Regions from separate parts of the Sus scrofa genome. Here region 1 is linked to region 2. Evidence: chromatin contacts called from public promoter capture Hi-C data. All regions are on one chromosome and are shown on one strand. The core of a region is the stretch at or near the end of the contact, and the rest is flanking DNA. Distances in the headings are between cores, read along the strand shown. Region 1 holds the start of RABGAP1L (rab GTPase-activating protein 1-like). Region 2 holds the start of KLHL20 (kelch-like protein 20).

Region 1 (3,574 bases), core at 4-2,503, 400 kb after region 2:
CTCAGGAGGTTAAAGGACTTTCTGGCAAGGTGGGGGAAACACAAAATAGATGTGATATTCTTGATATGTCCTGGCATCTACAGACATTTAAATTAGGAAAAAGGTAGGTGTGTGTGTGCATGTGTAGAATTTGAGAAGGCTCTTTGGACAAATGACACATTTCTCAGGGTGGCTTTTGGACTTAGGTAGGGAAATGAGTACAGGAGAAATGAAGTGGGACAAAGGGAGAATTTTAAACCAAAGAAGCCATTCTAGAACGGAAACCATTGGACCTGCACTTAACTCTGGCTTCAGTGTATGATAACATTTATGGAGTAGTTTCTATGGGTCAGACACTATACTAGGCATGATGGAAGATTAAAAATGAATGAAGCAGGTTCTCAAAGATTCTCTAGTGGGAGAAAATTTTGCACAGATTTCCCTAGAGAAAGCTGAATATATTAGGTGACACAAATGTATAGTAACAAAGTGCTGAGGAAATTTGGAAAATTTCCTGGTCATTTCTGGCTGCAGGATCTAGGAAGGAGGATGTTCAGAGTTGAAGGATCAGTAAATACTAGTAGATGAAAACGAGTTGGCTTATTTTTATCTTTAATAGTTTGTACCCCCAATTTATTACCCTAAAGGATAAAAAGGTGCAAATGAGGGTACATTTTCTTCATAAATACATGTTTCCAGTTCCTTACTCGCAGGATATTTTCTTATTCAGTCTCCCCGGAGTCCCACAAAACGAACCAGCAAGGTGGTGCTTCCTAAGTACACAAGACACTGAAAGAGGCGAAGACAAGAAACTGGTGAGAAAAGGTAGCATTCTTTAAATTGACTTCTCTGAGGATTACGGGACATTAAGACTGAAAATATTTGTAAACCAGGCTTTATGAGCAAGAACACAACTGCCTTAAACTCAGAATTATCTAAGAGCTCAGTAACTTCTGGGCAGAAACTCGGCCCAGGTCGCTCGGGGCTCGAGCCAGCACGGGCTGGTTCACGGGCGCAGTTATCTCTCCGGAAGGCTCTGAAGCGCGGCGAGCGCCTCTTGCCGCTTTCCAGGTCCCTACCCCTAACAACCCAGGTCTGCCAGCTCTTCTCTCCCCTGCACCAGCGAAATCTCGGCCAGGCGGAGACATGTGTGCGCATGCGCGCCCACCGCCCTGAGCAGAGGAGGTGCTTCTGCCCTCAGGAGCGCGCACGCCGCGCCGAGGGGCCCGGACGCGCGCGCTCCCGACCCTCCTCCTCCTTCTCGGCCCGCCCCTCCCTCGCCTCTTCCTGCCGGGCGGTCCTCCTCCCCTCCCCACTCCGCTCCCTCCGCCTTACTCCCTCCGCCCTCCTAGGGCTCCGGCGGCTGTGGAGTGAACGGGACGGGCCCGGCCGCAGAGCGCGGGGCGGCGGGTGGGACTCGAGCGCCTGGTAGAGTTGTTCCGGCCCTGTCCGCGGAGACGTGAGGAGGTGAGGCGAGGGCGGCCTCCTAGGGGCCGGTGGGCGGACGGGCGGCCCGGAGCCGCCGGCCCGGCTGGGGGTGTTGTCCCTGGGGCTGAGCCGGAGGAGGATTGTGGTGGGGGCCGGGCCCGGGACGGGATGCGAGAGGACTCGGGAGGAGGGTTTAGGATTGTCGGTCGCTTCCCCGACATCGCCGTTCTCCCGGTGGCCGCCCCCCGCGGCCCGAGCAGGCAGGCGGCAGGCTGGGTCGGCGCCCCTCACCTGGGGCGGGTGGTGACGGGTGCTCGCTTTCAGCTGTGCCCTCCTGACATTGTCGCCGCCTCCGCCGCTGCCGCCCGCTGCTGCACTGTGGCTGCTGCCGGGTTCGAAGTCCCAGCAGCCCCACGTCCGGGGGCGAGTGGTTAGGATTTTCTTACCCACATTCAGACATGTGTTCTTGACCTGGTCTCGCCCTCGCGCTCCGCCTGTCTCCGCCCGGCGGCACTTTGCTCCGCTCTTGCTGTTGATGCTTGTGGTTTTGCAGTCTGGGATGGGCTGCGTCCTGGGCAGATCTCTACCTGCAAGAAATGCCCCGCTTCAAAGTTGACCGCCTGGCCATGTCAAACAACCCCTGTCCAGGTTGTATGTGCTCAGTGTCCTGATAACTGAGTCAAAGTTTCTGAGACTGGGCTAGTACTTTGCACTGGTCGCCAACGGTGCAGGGCTGGGCAGTGCGTCAGCATGTGGAAAGGGGCCACCGGCTAGCAGGAGGTGGCCGGGTGTTAGGGGACTGGTCTGACAGGGTCTGTTTCTGGGTCCAGGTGCTTGTGTATTCTCCTTGTACACTCAGATAGGATTATCTTAGAAATGTACCAAAATTAGATGGTCACTTGCAGACTTGAGGGTTTCATGTAAGTAATGAGAAATGCCATCCTCATTATTGCTAATGGTAAGGAGAACTTTTGCTTGCCTGACAGATTTCAGTGCTGTCTGGAAACTGATTTCAGGGTCTGAATGTTTGGTACTGGAAACTTAAGGGATTTTTAAAAATACATTTACATTTTCTTGTACATGGAGGGAAGTAGGTAGTTGCCTGTTAGAATTCTGAAAACATAATTATCACGAAAGCCTTCTGACTTTTCTCATGAGTGTTTATGTGTGGCTTCTGTTGCACTTTTGTAGTATATCCAATAGTCTGATGTCAGAAGATACAAACATGAAGTTTGCTTGTGGGCAAATTGGAAGTGGATTTTGTCCATGGAAAATATTGGTGCACAAGTTGCCAGTACTGGAAAACTGGCCTGTGATTCATTATCTCAACAGAGTCTTATGTGAAACTGACAATGAAATTACAAAGGAGAAAGACCAGATAAATTTAATGTATACATTATCATCATATTATATTAAACACTCAGTGGTTGGGGGGGTGAGTTGAGACTCTTGAGTTAGAGTCGTGTCTCTATTGGAGTTCCCTTTGTGGCTCAGTGGTTAACGAATCCGACTGGGAACTATGAGGTTGTGGGTTTGATCCCTGGCCTTGCTCAGTGGGTTAACGATCCGGCATTGTCATGAGCTGTGGTGTAGGTTGCAGACGTGGCTCGGATCCCACGCTGCTGTGGCTCTGGCGTAGGTCCGGTTAGACCCCTAGCCTGGGAACCTCCATATGCCGAGGGAGCGGCCCAAGAAATGACAAAAAGACAGAAAAGAAAAAAAAAAGTGTGGTGTCTCTATTAAGCCAGGCAATAATGTGCCCTGATATTACCCACACCAAGTCATGTGGGGAGGAATGGATGTAGTTGGGCAGTGTTTATATGTGAATGTATTATATAGCCAATATTGTATTCTGGAAAGCTAGAAACAAGGTCCCCAATGTTATTGGGACATGAAGTAAGTGAAGGAATCAACCTTAAAAGGTGTGACTAAGTTTATAACTTTTTTTTTTGGCCTGAGTTATTTGATGGGAATGTTATACATTATAATTACGATGTTCTGATAATTTTTGCTAATTGTTTTGTAATTCAGATCATTTTCTTTTCACTCTATGAGTTGTAATGTTTTTTATTTGAATAACAGAATTTCATTGGGTATGTGAAACAGGGGTTTTCATGTTTATTAGCTCACCAATTCTAAATTTGTGGCTTCTAAAAACTTATAATTA
Region 2 (3,482 bases), core at 543-3,042:
CTCTTCTCTCAGCTTTCCATCTGGATTGCTCTCCCTCACCCTTCAGATCTCAACCCATCTTTTCAGAGAGCACTTTCCTGATCACGCTTTTTACAGTAGCCTCTTCTTTCCCCAACTAGTCACTCTCTATAACATTACCTTCTTAGATAGCATTTGCCACTGACTGAAGTTATTTTGCTTATTTTTGTACCTTTTATTGTCTATATCCTTTTACATGATTTAGAATACTTCTGGAGTTCCTGGCCTTGCTAAGTGGGTTAAGGACCCATGTTGCACCAAGCTGCAGCACAGGTCGCAGATGTGGCTCAGATTCCACATTGTTGTAGCTGTGGTGTAGACCAGCAGCCGCAGCTCTGATTCAACCCCTAGCCTGGGAACTTTCGTATGCTGTGGGTGTGGCCCTAAAATGGAAAAAAAAAAATGTTGACAGTCAACCTTCATAACTACATAAATGATCACTAGCACTTCAGGGTGGTGTCCATCTCATTCACAACTGTATTTCCAAGGTCTAGCATGGTACTTGGTATACAGTAAGTGTTGAGTCCATTTAAAGGAGAGGAGGAAAAACTGACATTTGTTGAGTGCCTACGAAGTGCCAGATATACAACATGATATTTCTTCCTTTTTTTTTTTTTCTTTCTTTTTAGGGTCACACCTGCAGCATATGGAGGTTCCCAGGCTAGGGATTGAATCTGAGCTGTAATCACAGGCCTACACCACAACCACAGCAACCCTGGATTCGAGCCATATCTGCAACCTATACCACAAATCATGGCAACACCGGATCCTTAACCCACTAAGCGACGCCAGTAATTGAACCCGCAACCTCATAGTTCCTAGTCAGATTTGTTTCCACTGTGCCACAACAGGAACTCCCGGATATACAACATGATCTTAAAGCTAGTCAGTCACAGGCCTGGGATTTGAAACTATGAATACCTGGATCTAAATACCATGCATTTCCCACTACAAGCTAATTAACAAAAGGTATACTTTCCCGTTCAGAAACAACTAGACAATCCTATGTAGATCCCATGAAAATCTGGTTAAGTTCATGCTTAGCCTATATAGTCAACAAGAAACCAACAACAGTCTTTCACTGATATTACTGATAATTGCATCCCCCACACTGTCACCTGTTTGTTTCCTAAACATAGAGTGAAAATTTTGTGACTGTGTGCTGTAGGAAAATGGGCCAAATGACAAATTGAAAAATATATTTTTTCCTACCTAATGCTAAAGTGGGTACACAGAAGTGTTTTGTTAAATGTCTGTTGGTGAATGCTAAGTGAAAGGGCAAGCTAACATAGCCATCCTGAATAAAACCCTGGTGTTTTGAAACCTAAACAGTGGAAAATCTAGGAGGTTGCCTCTGTTTATGATTTGTCTGTGGATCCTCAGCAGCTTGCACATAGTAGGGACCTAATTTGTGTAAACCCCATACATGCATGTGTCAATCATTCGGTCCACAATTAGAGGAAAGATTGTGCTAATAGGAGACCACCAGCTACAAATAAATCAAAATTCCTGGCTTTCCATGACTCCTATCATCTTTCTATTGGCTTCTGCTGGGGAAAACGAAGAGAGGAGGAGACTTCAGTATTCGGATACTGCCAGTTCAGTGATGAACTCGCACAGTGGTCACTCTCGGGGTGCAAGGAACTGGATAACTGCACATGCAGTCTTTGAGAGTACCCAAGCCCCCAGCAGGGCAAGGCTACTTCCTGATCTGCTCCGGAACCCTTTGTCGGAGTATGTGGGTTCCAGAGGGAAGTATTTAGGAACAGGACAACTTCCTGCTGGTGCAGTGGAGCGAGGGTGGGGAGGAAATCGCTCCGGGAGCCGCATCCTGCTTGCGCTAGCGTCTGCAGAGAAAAGGGTGGAGGTGCCGAAAGGAGGAAGCAGAAGAGGCTACGGAAGACAAGAAAGTGTTGGAGCCGGTAGGTTAGCCGCCTTAGAGCTGGGGCAGTGGGAAGCAAGTGGTTTGCAATATCTGCGGTTCTAAATTGCTGGGCTGCCCAGGTGGGTAGGGGCCGTGCTTTGCACGCTGCTTGTCAGTAGGCACCAAGAAGGGGCTGTTCGGGGCACTGGGGCTGGGCCTTGCGGGGCACCTGACTGCGCTCGAGCTGGCTGGCAACCCTACCCCGGAGCCCGTGGCGGCGCTGGGCTGTTCTGCCTTAGGGCGTGGGGTTCCGCACCCTGGACAGCTTCCCTAGACCGGGGGCGGAATTTAGGGGAAAGAAAGTGGATACGGTGCGTCCCGCTTAACCCTCAAGACTTTGCCAAGTGGGTGATGAACATTGTTTCGGGAACTGAGGGGAAGGGCTTGTAGAGGGACTGTTAGTCTGAAGCCATAGTTTGTCTACTCTGTTCTAGGAGCCCGGGCTATCGCAAGGGAAGTTGGTTTGTTTTTATGGCAAGTGCCTATTCCTGCTTCTTGTCACTTCTGGGCAAGCTAAGAGCTTTCATATCCCTCGTTAAGCCCGTGTGTTCTCTATCTGATTGATCGTATTTGTACTGCTGGGGGTATCTGGTAAATACTCTGTCAAAGTTAAATGTCTCCAAGCACTTTTTGAAGAGAGAAGACTAACCTAGCAGTCGGGGGACTATTTAGCGCACCTTTTCTCACCTTCCCATATAATCGTTTTAGCGTTCAGAGTGAGGGTGGTCATCTTAAAGGTGCTAGCTAAGGGTTGTGATTGTGCATCTGCAAAAGGCCTTTCGTATGGTAGGATATAAAATTCTTTATCACTGAACAAGATGAATGTGTAGAGATTGTTACTGGAGAAATCAGAAATAGTTTTTATTAAGTTACTGCTTTTCTGTTGTCTTAGGTTCGGCTTTAGAGTGTGGTGAAGGGTACTTTTCATGGTGCATGGAAGGAAAGCCAATGCGCAGGTAGGCATTTAGGAAGAAAATCTTCTGTTTCAATAAATGAAATTTACGTAATAATCTAGGGCTTCATTTAAATCTTTTTAAAAGATTGTCAAATCTTACCAAATTCTGTTTAGAATTAAAAATTCTTGTAAAATAAAGGTAATATTAGGAATTAATAGCTTTTTAAATAAAATAAAATGTAGAACTTAAATTTCTAAAGAGTGCTTTGAGCTTTATGTAGTTAACACTTCAATTTTCTTTTTTGCGTTGTAATTTTTTTGTGATAATATTATGCGTACTGTGATACTATACAGATTAGTTATAGTCTTCAATTCCCTGTAGAATACAGAGGGTTCTGTTGCCATATAAGAATAATGATTTTTTATAATACGCTGTACTGAATGTCTAATTATGGTTTTGGTTATGTCACTCATGTTCATTAATACATTTGTTCTTTGAATTAAAATAGCTGCATTGCAGGGAAGATTGTTAGAAGACTAAAAAAGGTATTTGACATAATAACTTAGTCCATAGAAAAATAGAACAGTGTGTGGGAAAATATAGACACTTATAGACCTTCTCAACCCTAGAATTTAGTAATGCTT

What was found. Promoter capture Hi-C pulls out the DNA fragments that hold promoters and counts their contacts.
Region 1: a contact with region 2 is called in a promoter capture Hi-C map of liver, with 2.7 times the contacts expected there. The contact joins the promoter of RABGAP1L here to the promoter of KLHL20 in region 2. A contact is called at or near these places in 1 of 5 promoter capture datasets (liver), 1 of 47 Hi-C or Micro-C datasets (heart right ventricle) and 1 of 2 datasets of contacts at active chromatin or transcription factors (skeletal muscle).

The regions. Positions count from the first base shown.
Region 1 is chr9:116,401,165-116,404,738 of Sscrofa11.1, forward strand. It overlaps RABGAP1L (rab GTPase-activating protein 1-like), which reads left to right and starts at 1,254. Exons shown (of 26, transcript XM_021102607.1): 1 at 1,254-1,446.
Region 2 is chr9:116,003,770-116,007,251 of Sscrofa11.1, forward strand. It overlaps KLHL20 (kelch-like protein 20), which reads left to right and starts at 1,793. Exons shown (of 12, transcript XM_005656716.3): 1 at 1,793-1,940; 2 at 2,835-2,898. The coding sequence starts at 2,876.